Regions from separate parts of the Zea mays genome. Here region 2 is linked to region 1. A link is a contact called in public Hi-C data. All regions are on one chromosome and are shown on one strand. The core of a region is the stretch at or near the end of the contact, and the rest is flanking DNA. Distances in the headings are between cores, read along the strand shown.

The links. A called contact is a pair of places that touch in the nucleus more often than the background predicts.
Region 2: a Hi-C map of bundle sheath shows a contact between it and region 1, with 4 times the contacts expected there. The contact joins the enhancer-like site here to the promoter of LOC103637666 in region 1. A contact is called at or near these places in 2 of 25 Hi-C or Micro-C datasets (bundle sheath and ear).

Annotation. Positions count from the first base shown.
Region 1 is chr1:94,356,053-94,363,866 of Zm-B73-REFERENCE-NAM-5.0, forward strand. It overlaps LOC103637666 (homeobox-leucine zipper protein HOX1-like), which reads left to right and starts at 2,734. Exons shown (of 4, transcript NM_001331124.1): 1 at 2,734-3,121; 2 at 3,207-3,571; 3 at 3,662-3,741; 4 at 3,840-4,416. The coding sequence starts at 2,893. The coding sequence ends at 4,125.
Region 2 is chr1:94,978,253-94,986,066 of Zm-B73-REFERENCE-NAM-5.0, forward strand. No RefSeq gene overlaps it. Among protein-coding and RNA genes, the nearest start is that of LOC109943658, 72 kb to the left of the region's middle. Within about 2 kb of position 4,444, at least 18 of the 20 cell types and tissues checked have an H3K27ac peak or open chromatin away from gene starts, as enhancers often do. A contact at or near this core is called in bundle sheath and ear, where this site is marked.

The DNA of each region.
Region 1 (7,814 bases), core at 1,484-3,983:
ATTACAATAATAACGCTGCAGTGTAGTTGTTTTGTTCTAGGACGCGGCGGCACGTGGAGCAGTGGAGTGAGCAAGGGCGGCGACGTGTGGGAGGAACAGTGCGTCCGAGAGGAGATAGTGTTCAGCGGCATGGGCGACTTATGCAGCAGTGAGCTAACAACTAGTTAGAAATTTAGTTAAACTTAATCGTACACATTAGTCTCTCTATTTAGATTTTTTAGGACTAAAATCTAGCAACTAATTGTTAACTACAAATAACAGTTTTGTTATTTATTTTTGAAATCTAATAGTCATGTGTACCAATTTATCTTAAAAAAGTAGTTTTAGAAAACTATAAATATATTAAGAGTTCATGTGTATTTTAATAAAAACACCTTGATCAACACTATATTTTAGAGATCGTGTCGGCGTCCTAAACGACTTGTAATTTAGAACCGAACAGAGTATGTAGAAGTTGAATCAAACCAGCAGGCATGTAAAAAGACTAATATAACCGTAAATGAGTTTGTCCTTAAGTATTGCCGATGGAGCGGACAAGAACAAACTGTCGCTTACGGATACGGACTATACACGAAATAACTTGTGTATATGCAAAGCTTCGTAAAATCGATATATATCTTACTTTAATACAGCATATTTATGTGATGAAAATTAAAAAATAGTTTACTTTTAAAAAACGAGGATGATAATTATTTTAGAACGGAGGGAAATGTTGTGGACATTAGCACGTGATCTGGCTCTGTCTGTTGGCTGTTGCACACTTGCTGCCTGCGGGTCGAGCTCAGCCACGCCCGGCTCAGGTCCACCGCTCACGCATGCGCTCGGATTGGCTGTGGCAGTGGCAGGACTCGTATGACGGTATGAGTACCTCATGGCAGGTCAGGACCGCAGGAGACGATGGCAGTACAATGACACGCATGGCCGAATGCGTTCCGATGGTTCCTCTTTCTTCTTTTCTGTTGGAGATAAAAGTGAAATACGCCTATCAGCTGAGCGAGCAATCATCAATCGTTCGAACCAGGGCCGTGCTGAGAACCAATCATGAACTCATTCCCGGATCATGATTGAGTCGATGATGATGGCAGCAGCAAACAGGAGCACCAGGCCATCTACGCCCAGCACAGTGTAAAAAAAAAGAAAAGAAAAGTGACAGTCGCGTCGACGATGATTGTAAGCTGGTCCCCGGGCCACCTCCGGCACCGCATCACACCGCGTGGGTGGGGGTGGGGCAGCTGCAGCCCCGCGCGGCGCAGACAACCAGGGAGCGGGTGCCGGTGCCGGTTGCGCGCGAGGGGACAGCGCGATGGCTGACGAGGCCCGCGCGGCGTCGGCATGCGTCCGGGGGCGGGGGCACACCTCATAATTGCCCGAAAACCCACGGCCCAATCACGTCTGGCGTGCCGTGCATCCCAATCCGCATTCATACCACTGCGCCATTCCGTGGCAGCGCACAAACGTTTCCAGATACTCGTACTGTAGCTTTGCAACGTTCCGGCCGTGTGCCGGTCCGCACTCTGGTCTGGATCGACGTACGTAGCCCGACACCTTAAAACTAGGGCTGGGCATTCGGTCTATTAGGGTAATTCGGTTCGGTCTATTCGGGTTTTTGAAATTTCGGGTTATGAAAAATGAGAACCGAAATTTCCAAAATAATTTTAGGAACCGAACCCGAATAGACCCATAATTTCGGTTCGGTCTATTCGGTCCACCGAATAGACTCGAATAGTAGAGAGACTATTATCTTTTGTTAAAATATATACAATTTATAATTAATTGGAAGTACTATTATTACAATAAGTGACTATAGAAAATAGCATACTGAGATATATATACTATCGTTAAGATGATATCATAATTTTTAGCTAATAAACTCATAAATCATATAATAATATCATCATATATTAAGAGGTTTTTTATATTTCGGGTTATTCGGTCTATTCGGGTTTTAAAGCTTAGGAACCGAGCCCGAACCCATAATCCGAAATATATCACATATAGGAACCGAACCCGAACCCGAAAACCCGAATAGACCGATAATTCGGTCTATTCGGGTTCGGGTTCGGGTTTCGGTTTTAAAATGCCCACCCCTACTTAAAACCTTCACTAAAACTACTAGAACGGATTAAGGGCCTATTCGATCATATATATTTGACTTTCAGGAAAGACACGTCCACGGAATGTACGGTAGACAACATCTTTGACCAGATTACTGTCACCCCCTACTAATTGTAGAAAACTTGTGGCACGCATGCGCGACAGCAGGAGCGAAGACCGAGTTTTCTGCGTTCTGTCTTAAGGACGAGCAGCGACAGTAGCCGCAGCATCCGTCCAGCGCAGCGCCGGGATCCCGGCGGCACCGATAGACGACCCGGTTGCGATCGATGCCCGGCGTCGTACGGTTTCCGAGCAGCCGCGCGCGCGTCGCGGGAGCGGGAGCAACGGGGAATCCGCGAAGGGACACACGGATCGCCATCGCCGAGGCATCGGTGATCCACCCATCCCGCGCGAGCCCGTGCCGTGGGGGGACATGTCAAGCAAGAGAGAGGCGCCAGCGCCACCGCTACGTGCCGCCTGGACCCCCCAGGTTCAGCTGATGATTGGGCTGCGCCGGCGAGGGTGACGCGGCTGCCCACACCTCACCTCACCTCACCGATACTATTATGATACCTTGACCTTTCGTCCCTCCCTGCACTCCACGTCTCCACCCCCACAGAGTATCCCCGGCCGTGCGCGTCCTCTTTAAAAGCAAGACCCTCCCCTTCCTCCTCACTGCCACACCACATCGACAGCTCCATCGATTCATCCACCGCTATCTCTCTCTCTCTCTCTCTCTCTCTCTCTCTCTCTCTCTTTCAACTGTAAGGGAAACCGAGCTCAAAGTGGCAACCATCAATGGATATTATGGCGCTTAATGCGAGAGACGAGGAGCAGTACGGGAACAACCATCTCGGGCTCGGGCTGAGCCTCAGCCTCGGCCTCGGCGTCGCCACCGCGGCTCCGGTCGAGGTCGAGCCCCCGCCACCGCCGCGGCAGCAGCAGCAGCGAGCTATCAGCGTCGCGCCCATCACCTCCCTCCCCGCGCCGCAGTGGTGGAAGTGGAACGGCCCCGGTCTCTTCTTCGGTGAGTAATTGATTCAAAGAGCAGACACCGCATGCATGACGCCGTTCCTCTAATCCTGACAGAGATACTGCGCGCATGCATGCAGGGACGACAATGGATCAGCAGCAGCAGCCGGCGGCCGCGCGCCACGGCCACGAGATGCCGTTCCTGCGGGGGGTGGACGTGAACCGGGCCCCTGCCGGGGATACCAGGAGGGGTAGCTGCAGCGAGGACGACGAGGAGCCTGGCGGCGCGTCGTCGTCGCCAAACAGCACGCTCTCCAGCAGCCTCAGCGGGAAGCGCGCAGCTCCGGCGAGGAGCGGCGGAGAGGTGGCCGACCACACCCCGAGAGCCGGAGGCGGCAGCGACGACGAGGACTCCGGCGGTGGGTCGCGCAAGAAGCTCCGCCTGTCCAAGGACCAGGCCGCCGTCCTCGAGGAGAGCTTCAAGGAGCATAACACACTCAACCCCGTACGTGTATAATTACTTATATCCTCCAAAAAGAAACATCGATCAACCTTCAACTCGATCTAATAATAATAAGAACCGTTGGCTGATCAGAAGCAGAAGGCGGCGCTGGCGAAGCAGCTGAACCTGAAGCCGCGTCAGGTGGAGGTGTGGTTCCAGAACCGCAGAGCCAGGTGAACAAAGCAGCGCCCTTGAAGCAGCACACGCATGCCATTTATACTGACTCATCCTCCGTGGCTAATACTAGTCTAATAATAATATTATCGTTCAGGACGAAGCTGAAGCAGACGGAGGTGGACTGCGAGTTCCTGAAGCGCTGCTGCGAGACGCTGACGGAGGAGAACCGGCGGCTGCAGCGGGAGGTGGCGGAGCTGCGCGTGCTCAAGCTCGTGGCGCCGCACCACTACGCGCGCATGCCGCCGCCCACCACGCTCACCATGTGCCCCTCCTGCGAGCGCCTCGCCTCCGCGTCCGCGTCCGCCGACCAGGCGGGCCGTGCAGGGCCCTGCTGGGGCCCTCTCCCCGTGTTCGTCGACGGCCCAGCCCGGAGGCCGTGATCCACGACCACGATATGGCATGAGATGGATGCGCTTGCTAATCGCTACCGCTAGCTAAGTAGCTAGTGCTAATTAGGGCTGGATCTTCTTTTTTTCTTTGTTTGGTTCTTATTATACTCGCAGGCTATTACAGCTTAGTAGTGTTTATTAGTCCGATATGATAAAAATCTTCGTTGTTTGGCAGTGTTTTATTTGCTGAAAAATAGATAACGATGTCTTATGTCTTTGTACTCATAAGTGATGCAAAATTGTCTTACTACTACTTTGCATATATAAGGTTTCAGTTGTTAATTGCTCCAAGTCTGAAGTTTCTGACGTCGATGTTTTGAGTCCGAGGACAGACGGAACCATCCTGCTTTTCCTCCCCCGTGTTCTTACTCTGTGGAAAAATAGAGGAACCCAACAAGAGCGGAGGAGGTGAAAGGATGGCGTCATGTCATCCGCCAGACCACAGGAACGTCAGGGTGCGTTCGCATTCCTTGACTGTCTCCGCGGCTGGCCACACGGCACGCAGCAGTGCAGCACGGCAGGGCTCCGCTGAATGAACCGGCAGGCAAGGAGCGTGTTGCGCCGTCTGAAATGGGCGGGCGCAGGACAAAAGTTTTTCTGGTCAAATTCCGGCGAAATGTCCTATCGAACTGATTCGAACAGTTGACTGGAAAGAACGTAAAAAACGAGGTCACTGATCCAATTGATTTCTCAATTTCAAGAGGGAGAAAAAAAAAGAGATAAGATCCATGGATCTCCGCTGCCTACTTTACTTGGAGTACGACCTGAACCCATCTGCTACTACTGCCTCCTGACAAAACGTTTTCGTAGGAACTCATGAGCTCCTCCAATTTTTGTTTTTGTTTTTGTTTTTGTTTTTGGGTATGATTTCGGAGAAATTGAGCAGAAGATCAAGCCGAGAGCAGTAGGATTCCCCACATGATGTGTCATGCAGCGAACAGAGATTTGATTAGTGCCGCTAGTTCCAGCATTAGCGCAAGCACTGCCATGATTAAACTAGAGCTTAGCAGCAGTAGACAGGTGCAGGTGTGGCTGCATGATTTGTTTGGTCCCGCGCGCGCGCGCTCGTCAGTGAGGCCTGAGCCTTTGTGGGGGGGGGGGGGGCGCAGCGCAATCTTGGTTAGATCCGGGCGCGCGTGCGTGCGTGTACGTGACTTCTTCCCACAATTATACACACTCCCTCCAGTAGCCTAGCCCCTGGTGGCCTAACCCCGACACTAATCTACTAGTAGTCGCTAACCACCACGCCCCCTCAGCACCCCCCATGGCCCCATGTGCGGGGGGACACGAAGCTAAACTCCCCCACGCACACGCGTATCCAATCACCCGCCCCCACCAGAGTGTCCTGCTGCCGTGCCGTGCCCTAACCTAATCATCCGGCAACACATCGTCGTTATTATTATTAATCTAATGGCGGAGGAGGAGATCGTGTTGTTGACCAGGGGAGCCCCCCACGCGGACGGCCTCAGCTTAAACTCCGGGAGCGAAAGCTGCATGCAAAGCTGACGGCCGCGTGGCCTTGTCTGGGCCCTGGTTTCGGATTACAAAATGCCTAGGCCCTGGGACACCTTGCCGCTGCCTTGCCCCCGGCCCCCCCTTCCCTGCTTTTGCGGTCTCGTCTCACTTTGCTTCAACTTTTTCCAAGCTGAACAACTCTATGATGTAGCCTGTACGTACGTACGTACACAGTCATGATACCTTACTGATTCGGCTGTGCTACTGTGCAAGTCTTTTGTGGTCATCCTGGTGGGTTGCCTCCACCAAGTCTCTGACTGAAAAAGGGGCAGAGTGGTGCTTAGGCCCTGTTTGTTTCAACTTATAGATTATATAATCTAGATTATAATTTAGATTATATAATCTGGATTATTTGTTGTGGATTAAATAAGCTAGGTGCTGCTGTTTGTTAGCTCAGATTATTTGGACTCGGCTTATTATTCATATGCATACAAATACAATAATACCCTTGATTGTTTTAATTGTCTGGTGGGTGAGAACGCTTATGGATAGGTGGATGGCAATTGGAAGTAATTTTAATCAACTTGCCATGGGTAGTGGGTCTTTCATAAAAAATAAGCTGAAATAAGCACCCTTTGATGAGCTTATAGGATTATCATAATCTCAAGTGCTAGATTATATAATCTTATCAGATAAGTTGCTTGTTTGTTTCCTCACTAGCTTATTTACATTGGATTATATAATCTATATAGATTATAATCTCAAACAAACAGGGCCTTACTGGTAATAGTGCTAAATGCCTACCTAACCATCGCGCTACTGCTACGTTCTGGGACCGGATCTGCATTTTTTGGGATCTACTATTCATTTTACCCCGCTTTGTCTCTCTCAGACTTCTTCTGGAAGAACAAACAAGTCTGCACGCAGACACCGCAGATGTCACCCCTGCTGACTCTTGTTGCTGCAATCCAAGATCGTAATTGAGGTCTGGGCATACACCACACAACGGTCAATCGTTGGAAAAACAGGTCTCTCTCCATCTTGCAGTAGTACTGACCGACACATGTAGAGGAAGCTGGCAGCAGGCTGCACGGTTTCTTGCTCGTAAATACTTTTAAAATAGCGCGTATGGTTCCAGTTCCAGCCTCTCGTCAGGGTTCTTCGTCGGTGGTTGGTTTTCACGCACACGCATGACCACACCACCGCGCTACTATTTTCATTCCATGATACTCTTCTACCCGGAGTATATTCATCTCTCCGGATCCTAACTAACTGAACGTACATGGTCAAAACTCTAGACCGCGGGAGCTGTATCCAGGACTTTCTGCAGAGGTCTCAAAATGCACATGCCGTGTTACCCTGACTCGATGCTACATCCGCGTACCTACCATCGTCGTGTATAGACATCTGCATCGATTGGCAGCCGCCAACAAGATGCAGGCGATAGGAGCAAGGTAGGCGATCAGGGTGAGAGTGAGACCATCGGACACACCTGCTCCGGATGTATCCGCTAATCACTACATCTAATCGTACTCAGTAAATCTTATACCTTCAGTGGGAGCAAACAAAGAAGGTGACAGACTGACAGTAGTGTATGGGGCACGAGCACGTCCTTAGCAATAGAGGAAGTAGTCGTGCCTCAGGGCGACATTGTCGTGGTCATGGTGGCGGCGAGCTGCCCTCACCTCTGCACTCCAACAGATCAGTTAGGGTTTTTCTGTGTGTATGTGATGGCGAGGTGGTCCGGGAAAGGAAAGCTCCCAAGACGGCCCCTTGCCCCCTTTTTATAGTGTAGCACATCTGCACATGGTGAAGGAAACCACAACCATTACAATTATTATGCTCTCGATCATGACGCGATAAAAAAGAGTCAGGAACCGTGTGGATTTTCGGTAAGGTTGAAAACAAATCAACATAAACCAATCGCCAATGCTTAGGGATACCTGCTAGCTAGGAGCAATCACGATGATGCGGTCAAATTTGTACATATTGGCTTTAGGGATGTCCAAAGCCATGGCATCGAACGGTGTGCCAAGTGATCAACTAGCTCAACCTAATAAAATAGAGGGATTGCATATTTTTCCAAACTATTTTTATACATTTTAATTATTGTCTTGTTTTACCTCTGTATAGGTGGATAATAGTCATGATCAACCTGTAACAACTGTAAGATGATGGAGCGGCTTTCGTTTTAGAAGATGGTTACATTTCATGAGATGTATACC
Region 2 (7,814 bases), core at 3,194-5,693, 620 kb after region 1:
CCCAACCACAATCATCCAGTTGTGGCCAATGTATGCTATTGTGGTGATTTATTTAGGAAATATTACGCATATTACAGATAGGGGTTTTATGCAGTGAGCTTTGGACTTAGATTGATGTAGTGGCATGAATACTACATATTTGTCCTTCAACATGAGGGTCAGTCTCAACATCCAGCGAGACATGCAACAACAAGTTGCTTGCTGGTTACAATTCTACAAACTTATTTTTATTATTACCAAATGCACAGTCAATCATTAAGATTTAGACTGATATGTGCAACACTATTTTATCCATAAGCGTCCTTCAGGGGCTCATGCATACCATTCGTCGTTTGGAGCCAGTAGTTGACTTCAGATCAACAAGTAAAATGACCATCATGGTCTAGCGCTCATAAAGACATTCACTGGTTGCATTGTGCTTTTAAGCACATAGGAAAATGTGTGCGTAGATAATGGTAGTAAAGTGCACGACATCAGGCCAATGTGCCAAGCAAATTTATTTTGTATGCAGAGATGTATAGTCCAACTCGTTTTACCATTGCCCATGGTTTACTCAATTACTCATACTGGTCTGAAATTGGGTTTCAAGTTATGCAACATTTTTTAGGTATAAATTTTTTGAGAGATAACTTATAACAAATAGTCAATTATTTGTTATGTAAGCTACCAGCAGAGCAAACTTTTCTCCTTGTATTATATACCAATTTGTTCTATAAAGCCTTATTTCAATATCTTCATTGTTCAGCAAAAAGCGAAGCTTTGGAATAGAACAGACAAGGCCAAGATTCCTTTTATCTGGGAAAAATCACATGATTGCTAAGCTTTCGATTAAGCAAATGGTGATAACTGCTTGGCAAGAGTGAAACAAGACAAATATCCGTCTGGGACCAGGCTTCAACAACAAATAGTACTACTCTCATACGAAGGAGTCATCAGGACTAGGGAGAACACAATAGATCTCCATAAGATCTTCATATTTCTTCACAAATTACCATTACTAATAGTCTAGTGGTCAAGACATATGGCTCTTCTGGCGCCGAGGACCAGAAGAGCCATATAGTGTCCAATTTAGCTTCAAGCTCTATAGCGATGTGGGATTTCATAGTTATTTGTATAATATTCTCACTTCTAGTAGATCATATGTAGATTACGGTAAGCATACCAAGGCGGTGGAATCCAATGTAGTTCTACTACATAAACCCCATATATATCAATTCAAGATTGACCTTTACCAGTTGGCTTGCAATGTATACCATACTCGTTAAAGTACTATCCCGAGTTAATTCAACAACTATGAGTATTTACAATTCTGAGAGATATATGCAACACAAGCATAGATGTCCTATATAGGAGGATTAAAGTGGTTCGACGAGAACACACAATGATTTTTCACACCAACATAGTGAAAATTTTCTCAGAGTAACCTTCGATGTACTTGCAACTTCGTGTTGCTAGGGTACATGCCATTTATCTCAAAGTTCACTTCATGTCGTTCAACGACAAATAGCAATGTGCCAACATCTGGTTGAGCAATGTATGACTGAGATTTGTAGCCTTTATTAACTTATATGTGCTTAATTGCATTTCAACTTAATTTTCCAGATTTCCAAGCATTATAGAGCTTGTGAAAGTTGTTATGGCTACTTGGCTATATATGAACATATGATGCCACACAACATAAATCAAATAAAATGTATAGCCAAACAAAATTGTTTACGAAGCTTGCGCTATGATGTGACTTCAAGGGCATGTATAACTCACCATGTTGTACGTGAGTACAAGCTCCAACGTATCTGGTGTCAAAGAGTGTGCGACCATCAGTTCTACGACAATACAACAAGTCTTCGTAACAAGCGCAACAGGCGCAGTTGTGGCTCGAGAGTCGGGGTACAAGGTAAGTCCACACAACATGTGCAACAAGCACAGTTGTGGTTCGATGATCACGTCAGATGGACGGTGCCTGCAGGGCATGCGAAAAATACGTGACTCGACGATGACGGTCCGACTCAATGAGAGCGGTTCGACTAAATGAGAGTGTGACATAGCAATCACATGACGCAACTAAGTTCGTACGACACAAATACTGCGTCATGTTGCCAGGGCGCAGCCAATGCTAGCCAGTGTCATAACTCGACCGATTAACAATGTAGCCTGATCGGCATGTCCGAGTACCCACTCGACGTGAGTCCAAAATCTCAACATAATATAAATATTTAGAGCGATTTAAGTATGTACAATATAGACTTGACATGCATTTTAATATTTTTTGCTGAATATCAGCTACGAGAAATAAAAACATAAAAATGAACACCAAAATTAATGCATGAGCATAACAAATCAGGTATGTGTAAAAAGTCATTTTCCATATTTAAAAATGTATTTTTAATAATTATTTACTGTACGAAATAATTAATTAAGATGAAAAAGTAACATAAATCATGATTTATACTATTTGTTAATCGTAACAGAAATAAATAGAATAAAAACATTTGCTGTTTTTTCAGTTGAGTAGAAAATGGATCACCAATGCATACGACAACAGTAAATAGCTAGCATTAATCGGGTAATGCATCGTATGATTCCTTTTTTTATCCCAGCCACCATTTTCGGATCCGATCACTTTCAGGTCCAGCATGCAGCCATTCATGTGGCCACTCGCATGCATGCTTTGACCGGGCAACTTAAGGAAATGAAAGAGCTCGGAGCGCCACTCGCACTGGCACAACCTCTGCTAGAGGTGCACCTCGAGGACAACGGCGTTGGTGAGCGCGTTGGTGAGCGTGAGTCGTAGCGCGCGGACTGCAGGCCCGAGAAGACCTCCTGGAGGTCGATGACGCGAGTCATAGCGCGGACGCGAAACTACTGGTGCCGCGAACCCGCCGGTGATGATGGCACCTTGCCACGACGATTGTGCACCTTCCTCTTCATTGTTTCGCAAGTGAGATGCTCTATCTCTACCGAGTTTTCTCCCGGCTACGCGTTGCCAAACCGCGCAGAGCGAAACCGTTGCCGCCGCATCCATTCGATGGAGCGGGGGCCACAACCGACACGATCGTGCGCGGAGGAAGCGTCATGCCCTGCGCTTGCGCTGGAGACCTGGAGCGAGCGAGCCAAATCTGCACAGCTGCGGTTCAGTGGCGAACCAACAAAGGGGAGAGGGGGTGCGCAGCGTACAGCCAGGAAAGCCATCGCCGATTTCTTTACAGGTGAACAGTTCCCACGAACATCATCCAATTTACTAACAGAAAAATTATACCTTTTGATTTCTTACACGAGAGACTGAAGCCTATCGCATAGGACAGTTCGGCTATGCCGGAAGACCTGTCGGCTGGACGAAGAGTTGGTGCAGATCGGATCAGCAGCAACATCGAGGTAGAGCGTGCTGATAACGTGTTGAGAACTACGTTACCGCGGATCACCAGATCCGCTTCATTCCCTCCCGTCAGAAGTAGAGGCGCAAGAAGATGTAGAGGATCCGTCTCCCTTCCCATAAGCACGACAGAGGAAACACATAAGACACCGGATATAGGGTTGGGCCCCTGGCCTCTTTCTCATCTCTGTATTATGAGGAGGGTACATGTTCCTTTTATAGAGATGTGAGACCCCTCAGAGACAAAGTCGGTATTTGTCCATATAACACTAACTAGAGTTACTTAACAGGTTTAAGGCAGATGCTGCCTCTAGAAAGGAAGAGAACTTGGCGGATCCTGGGCCATTTGTGGGGAAAGGAAACGTGTTGTTCCTGGGCCGGTCCGGCGTGGTAGAAACGGCCAGCCCACAAAGTACTGCTCCTTGCAGCTCTGCTTATCATATTCTTCTCCTTCGGCGGACCAAGCAACTTCACGAAATCTGGCCTACGACTTCATTCATTTTGGACTCTCCCTGGACTTTTGCGAGAGCGAGGAATATCCCATTTTTTTTTAAAAAAAGTTGAGCAAGGAAAGATTTGCAACGCACGTTGGCCGTGGCGACAGGCCAGCAGCTACGCTGAAAGGCTGAAACCACCGACGTAGCTTCCGTCTCATCTGCCCACCTCGTGTGATTCCTTTTTTTTCTTCCCCCTCCAAACGGACGCAGCATCATGTAGCTTTGTAACGTGCTGGGGCAGGCACGCAACGCAACGACGCAAAGCGGTATACGTTTACTATCTGGGATAGTAGTAGTGGATGGATCATGGATAGATATAGCTAGATACGATTGCTTCATTAAAGCTAGCTTTTTAAAAAGTTGTAGCTGCAAAAATATTATAGAAGTAACAGGAGCCGGTACAAATTAAAGTCAAACGAGCAGTCTATTGTAAAAGTCCTATTCTAAAAGGATGTAAAGAGAGAACTAGAAACAGGCATAATGCAGGCGCAGACATAGCCTCAGGGTTTAGGGTGAGGCGACCGTGGCGGGCGTCGTCTGCTCTGCTTTCCACGGTCCTCCTCTCGCGTGCGCCGTGTGTGTTGCGTGCCACATCTCCGAATCCTACTACCACAGGAGCCAACACCAACAGGCACGGGGGACGGGAGGTGTGTGGCTTCAAGCACACGCATCGTCCTCATCTACTCAGCCAGCTCCGATCCATACGGACAAAACACTGTACAACAAACCCAATTTTTTGTATTTTGTCCTTTTCTCGGAAAAAAATTCACGTTTGGATCCTAAAAAATTTTAATGTCATTTTTGGACCCTTTGCTCGGCGCCATAGTCTATGGCGCCGAGGTAACACATCTCGGCGCCATAGGCTATGGCGCCGAGGTACGTGCTACGCTGGCACAGCCCGGACGACGTGGCGACGACGTGGCACCAAGCTCGGCGCCAAGATCTATGGCGCCGAGCTCGAATATATAACAATAAAGTTGTCTAGCTCAGTCGGTAGAGTGCAAGGCTTTTAACCTTGAGGTTGTGGGTTCGAGCCCCACCGTGGGTGTTTAATATTTTTTATTTTTGTCACTAATTTTTTGTTTCCTTATTAGCTCAGGACACAAACTAAATGTGCGTGCCATGGGATGCAACTCCAAAAATCTATCCTTGCTTTGTTTTGTTTACTGAACCACAACAATTCACTGTCTGATTTCCTTCTTTTTCTTTAGGCTGCAGGCCTTTATTTCCGAGGTCAGCGCATTTGGCAGGCCGCTATGGATGACCTAATGGCCCAAGGAATGCGTTATGCTAATCAGGTATTTACACTTAATTTCCCCTACTCTTCTGTTACTCATTTTTCTTTAGCTTTTCAGAGGTCATTTTCATGTCCCTGATGCAATTTATCGTATACCAGGCCCTTCTTTCTGGATGCTCTGCCGGTGGTGTTTCTACCATACTTCACTGTGATGAATTCCATGGATTGTTTATTTCCTTTTTTGTTTTTTGACTGATTTTGGACTCTAAAACTCCAATAATCTAATGCATTCGAAATTAGACTTTTAATATTAATTAAATTTTATCATTGTACATCACTAGTAATGTAAGATTAACATAGTCATTTGTTTATGATATAAATATTTTTAACATTTTATATGATGTACTTCAGTTTTTAGTATATTATTTAATGTTTAATCACTTGTAATTAGTGAGATGACAGAATGATTGACATTGTAGACAACTTTTGTTTCGTGTGAGAGGAGTTTGTTTTTCCTACATGAATATTTGACTGGATCAAACCCTAGCTATATATAAAGGGAGCTGTTTCCCCGCAGCTTTCATTCGCGCATGGATTTAGCGATGATCCCTATTGTGTTCAGCTGATTTTACAAGAAAATAAAAAAATTAATGTAATCAAAGGAGCAGATATAAGGAGCGGCATAAACGAAAAAAATCTTGACAAAAAAAACAAATCAGCGACAAAGACAAAAAGTATTGAGAACGCACACGATGGGTCTCGAACCCTCAACCTTAAAGTTAAGAGCCTTGTGCTCTACCAACTGAGCTAAACGAGCTTTTTGATTACACTTCCAAGCTCGGCGCCATAGATCTTGGCGCCGAGCTTGGTACCACGTCGGCGCCACGTCGTTCGGGTTGCGTCAGCGCAGTATGTACCTCGGCGCCATAGCCTATGGCGCCGAGATGTGTTATTTCGGCGCCATAGGCTATGGCGCCGAGCAGAGGGTCCAAAAATGACATTAAAATTTTTTAAGGTCTAAACGTGAATTTTTTTCCGAAAAAGGGACAAAATACAAAAAAGTCGGGTACAACAAACAGAACTCGTCCCAGGCTTTTTATTTACGGTTCCGGAGCGCTGTTGAAGCAGCCCGGCATCGAGATGAATGAACAGGAAAGAAAGGCGCCGACACGGTGATTAAAGAACGGAACCGACCAAGATCGTGCTTCCAAGCGTGGTCCAGTCCGGCCACTTGCGCAGCTGCCTGCACTACCCAGCTCCGGCCGTTATACAATACCACTCTCAGGGATTGTTCAGTTTAGATTGGAGAAGATTAAGTCCTATTTTTTTCAGCTTATAGATTATATAATCTAGATTATAATTTAAATTATATAATCCAGAATATAATTTAGATATATTATAATCTATATGTAGTTGTTTGGTAGTTTAGATTATATAAATATAGATTATTCATAAAGACAACAATAATACCTTTTTGTTTATTTGAGGTGAGAAAAGAAGGATGATATATATTGTAATTTCTATTTACATAACCATGGATAGTGGGTTTTTTGCTAAAATAATCTCAAATAAGCTACTCTTTAGGAGATTATGAGATTATCATAATCTGGGCTTTAGATTATATAATCTGAACTCATAATCTAGTTGTTTGTTTACCTAATAGATTATTTGCGCTAGATTATATAATCTGGAGAGATTATAATCTAAAACAAACATTGCCTAATATGGATTGGAATAGATTTTGATTTGCTAGAGATTGAAATCCTTTAGTATGGATTGCAAGAGTGTGCGTAAAAAATCAGCTGCCACCGCTAAAAGCAAGCAAGAAACTGCAGAGGTTTAGGTAGGTCGTCCTCGCCGGGATGCCCGTATATTGCCGAGTGCTTTCCCTGTCGTCAATAGTTCTTTTATGCGCACAAGACACGCTCTGACTCTGCGAGTCTGCACTAGCAGTGCAAGTGTGCTAAAGCTTTAAGTATGATCGACTACTACTGGTCTACTGCAGTTTAGCCTGGAGGTCATCATCCTAATTTTTTTTCCCCCACGAACGATTCGGGACGAGAGTACACCAAAGACCTCTCCTGGCATTTCAGGTTAAAGTTTCGTGGTGGCAAGCATGAATTTCTACCCGTTTGTTTTGCTTTTGTATCTCGAACCCCGGAGCTGAAGGTCCCGAGCCAGTCGACCGACGGTCATGACTCCATTATTTAATGTGAAAAAAAATATCTGAGCGTAGGAGCGGATCCTCCTCTCTGCATGTTTTTAGACTGATATGTGCCTAGGGCCAGACAGTCTGCAGTAGCGCAGAGGGTCTTCTTCTCCACGAAGAACCCTAGAATTCGTACCGAGAGAGGTGTTAAACACCAAAAGTGGCGGACGGTCCGGCTCTTGGGCCGGGACAGTCCGCGTGCCCCGCGATTAGATTAACTCGGGTGATTATCTTTATCTTTTGCGTAGTTATCCATCTAATCATGTGGGAGTTGTTGGCTATCTACTAGGAATAGGTCTAGACCTCTTTCCCTATAAATATAAAGAGGTACGGCCGATTGAGAACCCCCGAACATATTCCAATCGAATCTATCTACTTTATTTACCTTTCCTGCACTAGGAGTAGGTATAGTGTTGTTCTAGTTGTGGCCTACCGCATATCCACCTCTACCCCTATTCGACTCTACGTCGTCTAGATCCGTCCTAGGGTGGCCTGCCGACC